Regions from separate parts of the Mus musculus genome. Here region 2 is linked to region 1. The links are chromatin contacts, called in public Hi-C maps. All regions are on one chromosome and are shown on one strand. The core of a region is the stretch at or near the end of the contact, and the rest is flanking DNA. Distances in the headings are between cores, read along the strand shown.

Region 1 (4,999 bases), core at 1,778-4,277:
CCATTAGTCCTTTGGGCTGGGGATAGACGCAGATGGAGGAGAGAAAAGAGGATCCTCAACCTCTTTTCCTGAGTAGGCAGCTCCACACAGGGCAGAAACCAATGGGCCAAATGGATATACTCAGTTCAGCCTCTAAACCAAACCCATCAGATAAAGAATATGTTTTCTGTTTGTATTAGAAGTATAAATTAATGTGATACCACATGGGTTGAGACATGGTAAGAATCCAATTCCCAGCATCTTTCAATCAAAAGTCTACGTCATTAGCAACACTAGTTTAATAAACCCTGGTGATGGTGCTATAATTGGATTGCTGCTCTAGCGAGTGAGTTTCCAGGGTAACCATGTTCTTACCACAGATAAAATCCACCTGAGAGCACAAAAATGAACGGCTTGGGAAGAGTCAGCAACAAACAAGAGGTCAAGATTTTAGGCTGAAAAGAGCTTTTCCAAAAGTACATTAGTTAGGGTGGACAGAGTCCACACATCCTAGGCCTGCCACGTGCTGCCTCTGTGATTTGGAAAATAAACTTCTCAGGACCTCATTTCTGCATCTACAAAACGAACAAGAGATAGAACAGGGAATAAAACAGGTAACTCCAGAGTTGCTAGTACATTTTTAAAAGCAGACTAAATGTAAAAATCAGCAAACAATCCAAAAGACAAGGCTAGCGATCCAACGGCCTGCAGAAAGGAAAACAAGTTAGCCATTCTCTTTGGTACACATTACTAGGAGGAAGGCCCCTGGATAGAGAGAGCCCGAGGAGGCTCAGAAATCCTGGTCTTCTTTGCTGAGGCTCATGTTGCTGCCTGAGAGGCCCTGACTTCTGGGGACAGCATGACTATTGGGGCAGTTCTGTAGAACTTAACTGAGGAAGGCTGCAACTTTTCAAGCAACAAATTAAGGATGGGGAAAGAATCCTTGCTGAGGGTATGACAGCTAACTAGAATGTTTCTTAGTCAAACACAGGAGCCCACCGAGTACACATTCCCTCAGGGAAGACTCAAGTGGCATAAGATGGCTTCGTGAGTCCCGATGAGTAAGACAGAAAACCCTCATTTGAATAAAAGGACAGAGGGGGCATGGATGATGCTCAAGAGCTTCTTTGAAATATGTATTATAGGATTGGGGCCTCTCAGCTGTCTGTCACTATTAGAAAAGGTACCGGAAGTACTGGTGGGCTCACCTGTAGCTGTAAGACCCTTTATCCTCCACTCTCCACCCCCAGATCAAGAATTAGGAAGGCAAAGGGATATAGAATGGAAGAAACTTCTACCAGTGCTCAAAACACACACAACTTGCAGTCAGCAACAGCCAGGCGGTGAGGCAGATAAAGTTTGAGAGTAAGAAAGAATATCCACAGTCAAAGTTTCTGTTGTCCTGAGATTAAACGCTGAAGCAGGAAGAGATACTATTCTTGCATCAAGTGAGAAAAGATGGTAAAGTGCGATATTAAAATGCAGCACGCTGGAATAAGTTTGCCTCTATAAAAACTGTTATGTTCTGTATGTGATTTAAATTAATGCCTATATTTGTGGGAGATAAAATTAAAATGAAGATAAATGCTGCCAGCATATAGCGTGCTCGCTGGAGCAATAAATAAGGCAGGAAAGGTACTTTGCATTTCAGTCACATCTACCCAAACAGGGAGCCCAAAGCACTTGAGGAACACTGGTTAATTAAAGGCTGCAAGAGATTCGTGAGGAAGGCAGGCAGCTACTACATAGGCCTTTTATTCCAGCTTGGGATGTAATGTGGCCTAGGGACCTTTGGAAGCTGCTACATGGGCCTAACGAAGCTTGCAGACTTACTTTTGATACAGCTGAGATGAAGCTTTCTGGGCATCAGGGGCTGGAGAGACTTCTTTGCCCACTGAGGACCTATTGTAGACCCTGGGCATCTGTTTAGTACCTGACTCACTAGAAGAAAATACTAAATTTTTAGATGGGAGCACGGTGGTTTCAAGCACATTAAGAACATAAGGCTTTCCCTTTTCCAACAGAAGAGTTGGAAGGGACCAGATCCTCTCAGTTTTTCATCTCAGGGCAAAGGCTTCTCTGAAACATTGGACATTTCTATCTCAGCCAAGAGATCTTCTTTAATACTGCCCTCCCCATTTCTCTCAACACTTCCTCAGAATTGTGACCAGGTGATCACTGGCTGCTGCTCTGTTAGTCCTGTCTTGCAGAGTCAAGGAATGTGTCACTATCCACAACTCTGCTTGACAAGAGGTCAGATGACCCTATACATTCCGTAAAGTAAGGGTTACAGAGGCCACCTCAGCTGTCATTGCAAACATTATAATCTTTCTACATTTACTTGTGTTAGAAATTCCTTCAAATTGAACATTGAAATGGAAATCTGGGTAGCTTCACCTATTATGAGAGTTCTTTACCACTGACCACTGTCCTAAATAAAGTAAGATCAGAGGATGAGACAAAGAATAAAGCAAGGTTAGTGCTTCTCGGCCTCTGGCTCAGATCAAGTGAAGAGTCACACATTTCAACCTCCTAAGTGTTTGTTCTAGGATCAAGACAAATAGACTTTCTTAGAAGACTGTGAGAATCACATAGCTCATTGTTATATTTTCCAGAAAACCTTCAACTGTATTTGTTTCTTTTTATGGTTAAAAATGAAGGCCAGAAAAAGAATTAAAAAGAACCTCTGTATATTTAGACACAGCTCAGTAGCATGCCTAACATTTCTAAGGCTCTAGATCGACTACCAGCCTTGAAATATGAACAAACAAACCAAAATTGAGACAAAATCTGGTCCATTGTAAAGTGAATTTAAGAGGAAATTTCTGGTTGTGTCATATGATGTAGACTCATGGGAAGACATGTGATGTTTGAAGAGAGTATAAGTAGGACCCAACAGACAGTGATGGGACACTTGCATTGCTTACTGTGCAAAGCTTCATTGGTCTTGTATCTTCGCTGATCTTCACTTTATTGAGAGAGGCATGGCAGAGAACTTCTCCTGGTCCCTCCTGCTGACTCATGCTGACTTAGTGGAGGCTTGGCTGTTAATGCTGGAACATGCCACCACGGCTGAATTGCATTTGGTGACACTTTTTGAACTGGACTGCTGGTATCCTGCCACTACTAAACTGGACTGCTGGTATCCTAACAATGAAGATGGGAAGCACCCAAAGAATTACTTCTAAATGGGTCCACACCTCCATTGTCCTATAGACCAGCTTTCCTCCCCAACCTTTAAGCAGTGGGTAGGAAGGGGGTTCAAAGCATTTGCAAATAGTTACTAAAGTCGTTTTTGAAAAACCATAGTCTATAGTGAAGCATAAAACTTTGCATAAATGTACAACTCCCGGGCATGGTAGTTGGACCCTGGTTTCTCTTCGTGCCTAGTGTAGTGCATTATGATGCTTGAAGGGCACTATGCATCCATTCTTGATTTCTTATTTCATTTTTAAAATGATGGAAAAAGATATTTTTAAAATATCTTTTCTTTTTCTGTTTTTGTTTTCAATATATCCTGACTGCACTCACACTCCCTCCACACCTCCTAGCCATGTCCTACTCCCCCAGATCCAACCTTCTCTGTTTCCCTTCAGCAAAGAGCAGGCTGCCCAAGGATAATATCAGCTGAACAGCACATAACAAATAAAATAAAAATAGACACAAATCCTTGCATCAAGGCTGGGTGAGGCAACTCAGTAAGGGGGAAGGGACCTAAGAACACTCTAAAGAGTCAGACATCCTCTCCATAGCATATATGAAGAGGATCTGGCACAGACCAGCACAGGCTTCGTGATTGCTGCTTCCCTCTCGGGGAGCCACCCCTCTTTTTTTTTAAATTTGTATTAGATATTTTCTTCATTTACATTTCAAGTGCTATCCCGAAAGTCCCCTATACACTCCCCCTGCCCCCGCCCTGCTCCCCTACCCACCCACTCCCACTTCTTGCCACTAGCATTCCCCTGTACTGGGGCATATAAAATTTGCAAGACCAAGGGGCCTCTCTTCTCTGGGAGCCCTATGAATGCTACTTAGTTGATTCTGTGAGCCATGTTCGGACATTATGATAGTACACACGTAGAGGAAATGTCCTAGGCTGCTACCTATTGTTAACATTAACAAGGTAGAAACTATGGATGCTTCATTCTAAATAATTCTAGGTTCCTGACATCTTTATGGGTAGGCAGAGCCACATAGATATTTGCAACCAATGAGCTGTGAACCAAAGAGGAAATTACTATACATAAGTAGCCCAAACCACTGCAAATTCCAAATAGTGTACTTTTGCTTGAGACAGAGATCAACTCTTTGAAATGGTGGCTACTGAGACAATGTGGCAAGGTCCTTTCTCAATGTCTGATGAGCAAGCTATGACAGAAAAGGATGCAGTCTGCTGTAGGCAGATGTAGAGAGCTTTTATGACTAGAGTCACTTGGGCTCTGACTCAGGCTCCCTACTTTAGTTTACAGCATGACTTCTGCCTGTTGTTAAATTTCATAATCCAGTAAAAAAATTGGTAAAGAAATAAACATTTGTCCCAGCACTCAGGAGGCAGAGGCAGGCAGATTTCTGAGTTCGAGGCCTGCCTGGTCTACAAAGTAAGTTCCAGGACAACCAGGGATACACAGAGAAACCCTGTCTCGAAAAAAACAACCAAAAAAACAAAACAAAACAAAACAAAAAAAAACAACAACAAAAAAAGGAAATAAACATTTGTCTGACAAGAATTTCAGCTCAAGATAGTAGAATATATATAAAATATATTTGAGGCAAATCATATTGATATTGCTACAATTCAAGTTCTTCAGACTTCTGATAACTCCCAAACTTTTTTTTGTAGAACTACTCACTTTGAGTCGAAGGCCCAAAAACCCCTTCCTTGTTAATGTACCTACCAATATTAATCTCTACTAAATAACTTATCATTTGAGTGATAATGAAAGGCACTGCTTACTATAAAATGTACTCTTAGCTATTACAGTTCTAGAAGCAAAATCAGTACCATTTAAATCATGACTGT
Region 2 (4,999 bases), core at 1,007-3,506, 160 kb before region 1:
TTCAGGAGGTGTGGCCTTGTTGGAGGAAGTGTATCAGTGTGGGGTGGGCTTTGAAACCCCCCTCCTAGCCATGTGTGAGACAGTCCCCTCATGTTTGCCTTCAGAACAAGATGTAGAATTCTCAGCTCCTTCCCCAGTGTCATGCCTGCCTGGATGCCACCATGCTTCCCACCATGATGATAATGGACTGCACCTCTGAAAGTGTAAGCCAGCCCCAATTAAATGTCCTTTATAAGAGTGGGCTTGGTCATGGTGTCATTTTATAGCAATGGAAACCCTAAGCAAAACAATAAACTACATTTTAAAAATTATGTTACTTTTAAATTTTAATTTAATTGTAAATTTAGTTTATTTTACTTTTATTTTAAAAGTATTTTATTTATTTTTTATTTTATTTTTATTTTATTGTACTTTATTTTAAATAAAGATATAAAATTTTCACTCAATTTTCTTTAAGCATAATATAATGATAAAGGAATGGAAAATATACTTTTGCTTTAAAAGGTAGTTCATAAACATACTATAAATCTAAGTAGATGAGAGGCTAAAAGTGAAGATTGCCACTGAAGTATGGTGTGCATATATTCATATCAGGTACTTGACAGAAAACAGGTAAAATACATGTGAAGAGAGCTATACCACCACACTGAATCAAATCTGTTTAACTGTAGATGCAGATACACAAAGAATAAGAGCTCAAGAGACCATAGGAAAGAACTAATGTGATTAACCAAATATGATGAGATTACTGGGCACTGAATGTCAGGGTATACAATATTACATTTAGATATGATTTTAGGCTTATCAATAACCAATTCAGAAGGAAATTTAAGTTTTGTTTTACAGGTGGGAGGCCTTACTCCTGGATCAATAGTCAAGCATGAGTGGTTGGTGCTTACAGAGAAATAATTAACTAAGCCATTGCCTTTGCTATTCTTATTATATCTTATTCCATCAATTAAGTAACAACAAACCAAACACAAGAACAGAAAGAAAAGAGTCCCATGGACTGGCACCCAGGGACTTGCTTGTCTTGTCTTATTCACAATGTCTTTGGGACACCTGTGTCGAGCCGTGTGATACGAAGCTGGATCCCACGAGCAGGGTCTTCTGCTCTAGAACTTTAGCTCCTGGAGAGACAAGCAATCCTAGCACCGCCTGTACTAAGTCCACCTGCCATGCAGCTTGTTCTAATTCACACTCTCTGTTTCCCTCTGAAGTTCTGATGCAGCTTATCAGAACTGTGAAAGTTTAGAAGGAGTTGGAAGTGCCGATACCTCGGTCAAGGGCACGAGGTCCAGGCTGCATCCTGGAATCGATTCTGAACAGAGAGGGCCTTTAGGTAAAATGGAACTGAAGTCTGAGAAGATTTCAACCTTTCTGGGTAGCTATGAAAGGAGGCCATTAAGTCAAGGACCTCAATGACAGGGTCTTATGAGGGGGAGAAAACACAGAAAGGATAGTAAGGTTCTCTATTATTTGAATTCACTCAGCTCTTCCATGTGTATGATTAAATATTTCCCACATACTCTGCGTTGCTTGAAGTGCAGAGTGCTATGACACACAACCTGAACAGAGGGAGCCAGCGACTTAAGCAATCTCAAGGATCATATAATAGAGTCTGGATAATAGAATCTGCCACACTATAGAAAATGACTAAAAACATGAAACTGAAGCTTTGTTGTGCACCGAGGTAAGCAAACATTAACAAAAAAATGGAAGATAGGTATATCCAAGAAGCAAACCAGCTTCCTTGAGCTAAGTGAGTCTGAGTCTCACTGCACACATACGGAATGGTGAACAGGTCCCCAAACCTAACTACTAAGTACAGATGCAACATTTGTAGAATAGCTTTTCCTCAGTAGACTAAGGGTGCTTACAAGGGTTGCCTCATTTCATCCTCAGGGAGCTGATGGAAAAATATCCCATTATGTCCAGTATATAGATGAGAAAGAAAAACCAGGGCTTGGAAAGAGCAAGTAACTTGCCCACGACAGAAAGCTTTGACTGAATTCTATTCAAACTCACGTTCTTTGCATGCTGCTACAGTTTCCCAGTATTTTATGTAAGACCTTTGCTTACAAAGCATAAAAATAAACAGCTTAAGATGCCTTCCACAGAAGCATTGTTACAGTAGCAATGATCAGTGGCACAGTAAAAAGGGACCAAACAGGAGCTATAAAAAGGTTACTGCTCCCTGCTAGACGAGAGCTAGATGGCTGGACGAGGCTTTGCTGACTTGGCTGCCAAAACTTGCAGCAATAAACGATTGCACAAGGCTGTCCTGAGTCGCTAGAAAGTGCAGCCCACTTAAAAGAGGTCAGAATTATAAAAGGCCTTCCTCTTTTCAACAATGATTTCACAGGGTGGTACTTGAAGAGTAGAATGATGTAAGAGGTGAGGTTTTGCTGACTAGACTTTTTCTTATTGTAGATGCTGCTGCTTCCAGATAGACAGGGCACTGCTATGCTTATCGTTACAGTCTGAACAGCTAGTGACATGCAGCACTGCCCAAGTCGCAGGACAAGGAAGAAATGTGACTCTGACTGATGGTAACCAGAAGCCACCCTACGCCTGTGTCTCTAGTCTCACTTCTAAAGAGAGCAGTTAGGCGAGTGACCTGAAAACAGTTCCTTTCTCTCCCACCTGCTTTAGCTGATGGGATTATAATGCTGCCACATGTGTTTAAGTTGTTCCTGGAAGGAAAACAAAGTAAGATGGAAACCAAGAGATGAAACGTAGAAATGTCAGTCGTGGAGAACTGTTCTTTGTGCCACACATCCTTGGGTTTCAATGAACTTGAGTTTTCAGAATTTTGTTACCAACTGTGCTGGCTTAATTTTATGTTAACTTGAGACAAGCTGGAGTCACTGGAAAGGAGGGAACGTCAATGAAGAAAGCGCCATCATAGATCTGGCTGTAGGCAAGTCTGTAAGGCATTTTCTTCATTAGTGGTCAATGGGGAAGAGCTCAGCTCATCCTTGGGCTGGTGGTCCTATGTTCTATAGTAAATCAGGCTGAGGGAGCCATGGAGAGCAAGCCACCAAGCAGCATCCTTCTATGGCCTTTCCCTCATTTTCATCAGTGATGGACTGCTACCTGGAAGTATGAACTGTTTCCTAAAAAAGCTGCCTTTGATCATGGTTTTTCATCACAGTAGCAGTAATACTAAGACATCAACCAAGGCAGAAATTCCAATAAAATTAAACTCTGGAGATCTACAAATTTCTGAGTCCCTTATTCTCAAGGTTTCTTTGCTGTTGAAATGCCTTGACAGAGGGTGCAACTGTGACTAATTTTTAGGTTTGTAAAAAGTACTACTTTTCCATGGATATGTTCAACAGATAGATCAAAACCAGAATGACAGTAAAGGAATTTACTTTGGGTATAAAGTTTTCTTATTAAGTAATCTACTCTATCAGAAGGTAGCTAAATAGATTAAATAGCCATATAAAATGCTAAGGAAATGTTATTTATTTTTAGTCACTAAGTTTTGCTATTCAAAAATAGCTTTGTTCTTTAAAACAGAAAACCATTTCTAGCTCAGTCAGAATTAGAATGCAATTCTCTTTAATACTTTATAATAAAGAGTTTCTCTACACCATAGACAACCTGGGGGATTAGGGAGGTAAAATGATTCTGCAGAGATAATTAGTCCAGAAGTTTAGAAGGCCATTGACAAATTCTGCCACCTGCTAAGTCTTTCCTAAAATACTGAGATTTCAAATGCATGATAAGACTGTATGACTCTGAGAACAGGAATCCTTCATATACATGACAGAGAACATACTGTTCCTATATACATGGATAAAAAACACAGGCAAGACAGCTTTCTGGCTGACCTTTGGTTGAAAGGCAGCCCCCTCCTAACACAATTTTTGACCTCATGTGAACTGTAATTATATAGAAAAAAATACAGTATGTCAATTTACATGTGTACACATCTTTTGAACGTCAAAGAACTGATGGTGACATTTATATGGAGTGACTTGTATTTGGTCAAATAAGACAGAGCAGATGAAGACCTAATGTGGCAACTTACAATGTAGCAGGGCTCGCAGTATGCCTTCTTCTCCACGGCATAGAAAGGCTGCCCTCGGAGCTTGACATCACAGACAATGCAGGTGAAGCAATCCACGTGGAAGACCTGATCCATGGCAGTACATCCTGTTCCTTCTCCAACAACATTTTCCCCACAGCGGGCACAACGGCCTAGAAGATAAGGGGTTGCTTGTTACAGAGGAATTCTTAGACCTGTCCAATGAAGTCAAGATGAGGGAGACAGCTGATTTATCCTGCAGTAGCAAGAGACATAGCATTACTGCCTTTGCTGAATTAAGTAGCAAGCCCACCAAGATCTCCCCTGCACATAGCGGGAATCTCCCAGAGTCAACTGAGCAGACAGCTAAGGCTCCTGAGAAGGCAATGGAGGGAAACTCATATGCTTGATGAAGGGGCCTGGGCACTGTCTCTAATCATATACAGGTAGGAGCAGGATTCAGGATACTGGGGTTGAAAAGCACAATCTACTGAACAGAACAATTCAGGAAAGCCTCCGTCCCTGGAAGAGTCAGTACATCAGTTAGTGTGTGTGTATCTTGTCTACATTCAGACTTCATATCTAAATTCAGACTCTTCTGTAGCTGGCCCTCACTGATGGGAAGGTCAGCTGTTTCCAGAGCACTGAGGCTGCTAGACCATTTTGTTCTCCATGGAGCCACTACTGCAACTCCACCCTGACCGTTCCCCATGGTTCTAGTTCTGATTTCTGGTGATCTTGAAGCCAAGTCTCATTCCACACACTTGACATCATATAAGAGACTAGAGTCCAGTCAGCACTGCCTCTGAGTCTGCACTTAGTTTGAACATATCTACATCACTTAATGGCACCATATACTGTATGGTTGGGAGTTCCTTAAGAACCTGCTTCTCACTGTCTGTTCTATAAAGCTACAGTGTGTGTGTGTGTGTGTGTGTGTGTGTGTGTGTGTATCAGATT

The links. A called contact is a pair of places that touch in the nucleus more often than the background predicts.
Region 2: a Hi-C map of bone marrow-derived macrophages shows a contact between it and region 1, with 2.2 times the contacts expected there. The contact joins two enhancer-like sites. A contact is called at or near these places in 2 of 484 Hi-C or Micro-C datasets (bone marrow-derived macrophages and cortical neurons) and 1 of 9 other capture datasets (pancreatic islet).

The regions. Positions count from the first base shown.
Region 1 is chr16:24,725,344-24,730,342 of GRCm38.p6, reverse strand. The region is part of intron 7 of Lpp (LIM domain containing preferred translocation partner in lipoma); the gene reads right to left. Among named protein-coding and RNA genes, the nearest start is that of Mir28a, 100 kb to the left of the region's middle. Within about 2 kb of position 3,027, at least 18 of the 459 cell types and tissues checked have an H3K27ac peak or open chromatin away from gene starts, as enhancers often do. A contact at or near this core is called in bone marrow-derived macrophages, where this site is marked.
Region 2 is chr16:24,889,003-24,894,001 of GRCm38.p6, reverse strand. Lpp (LIM domain containing preferred translocation partner in lipoma) reads right to left here. Exons shown (of 13, transcript NM_178665.5): 10 at 4,043-4,212. Among named protein-coding and RNA genes, the nearest start is that of Gm22672, 7.3 kb to the right of the region's middle. Within about 2 kb of position 2,256, at least 35 of the 459 cell types and tissues checked have an H3K27ac peak or open chromatin away from gene starts, as enhancers often do. A contact at or near this core is called in bone marrow-derived macrophages, where this site is marked.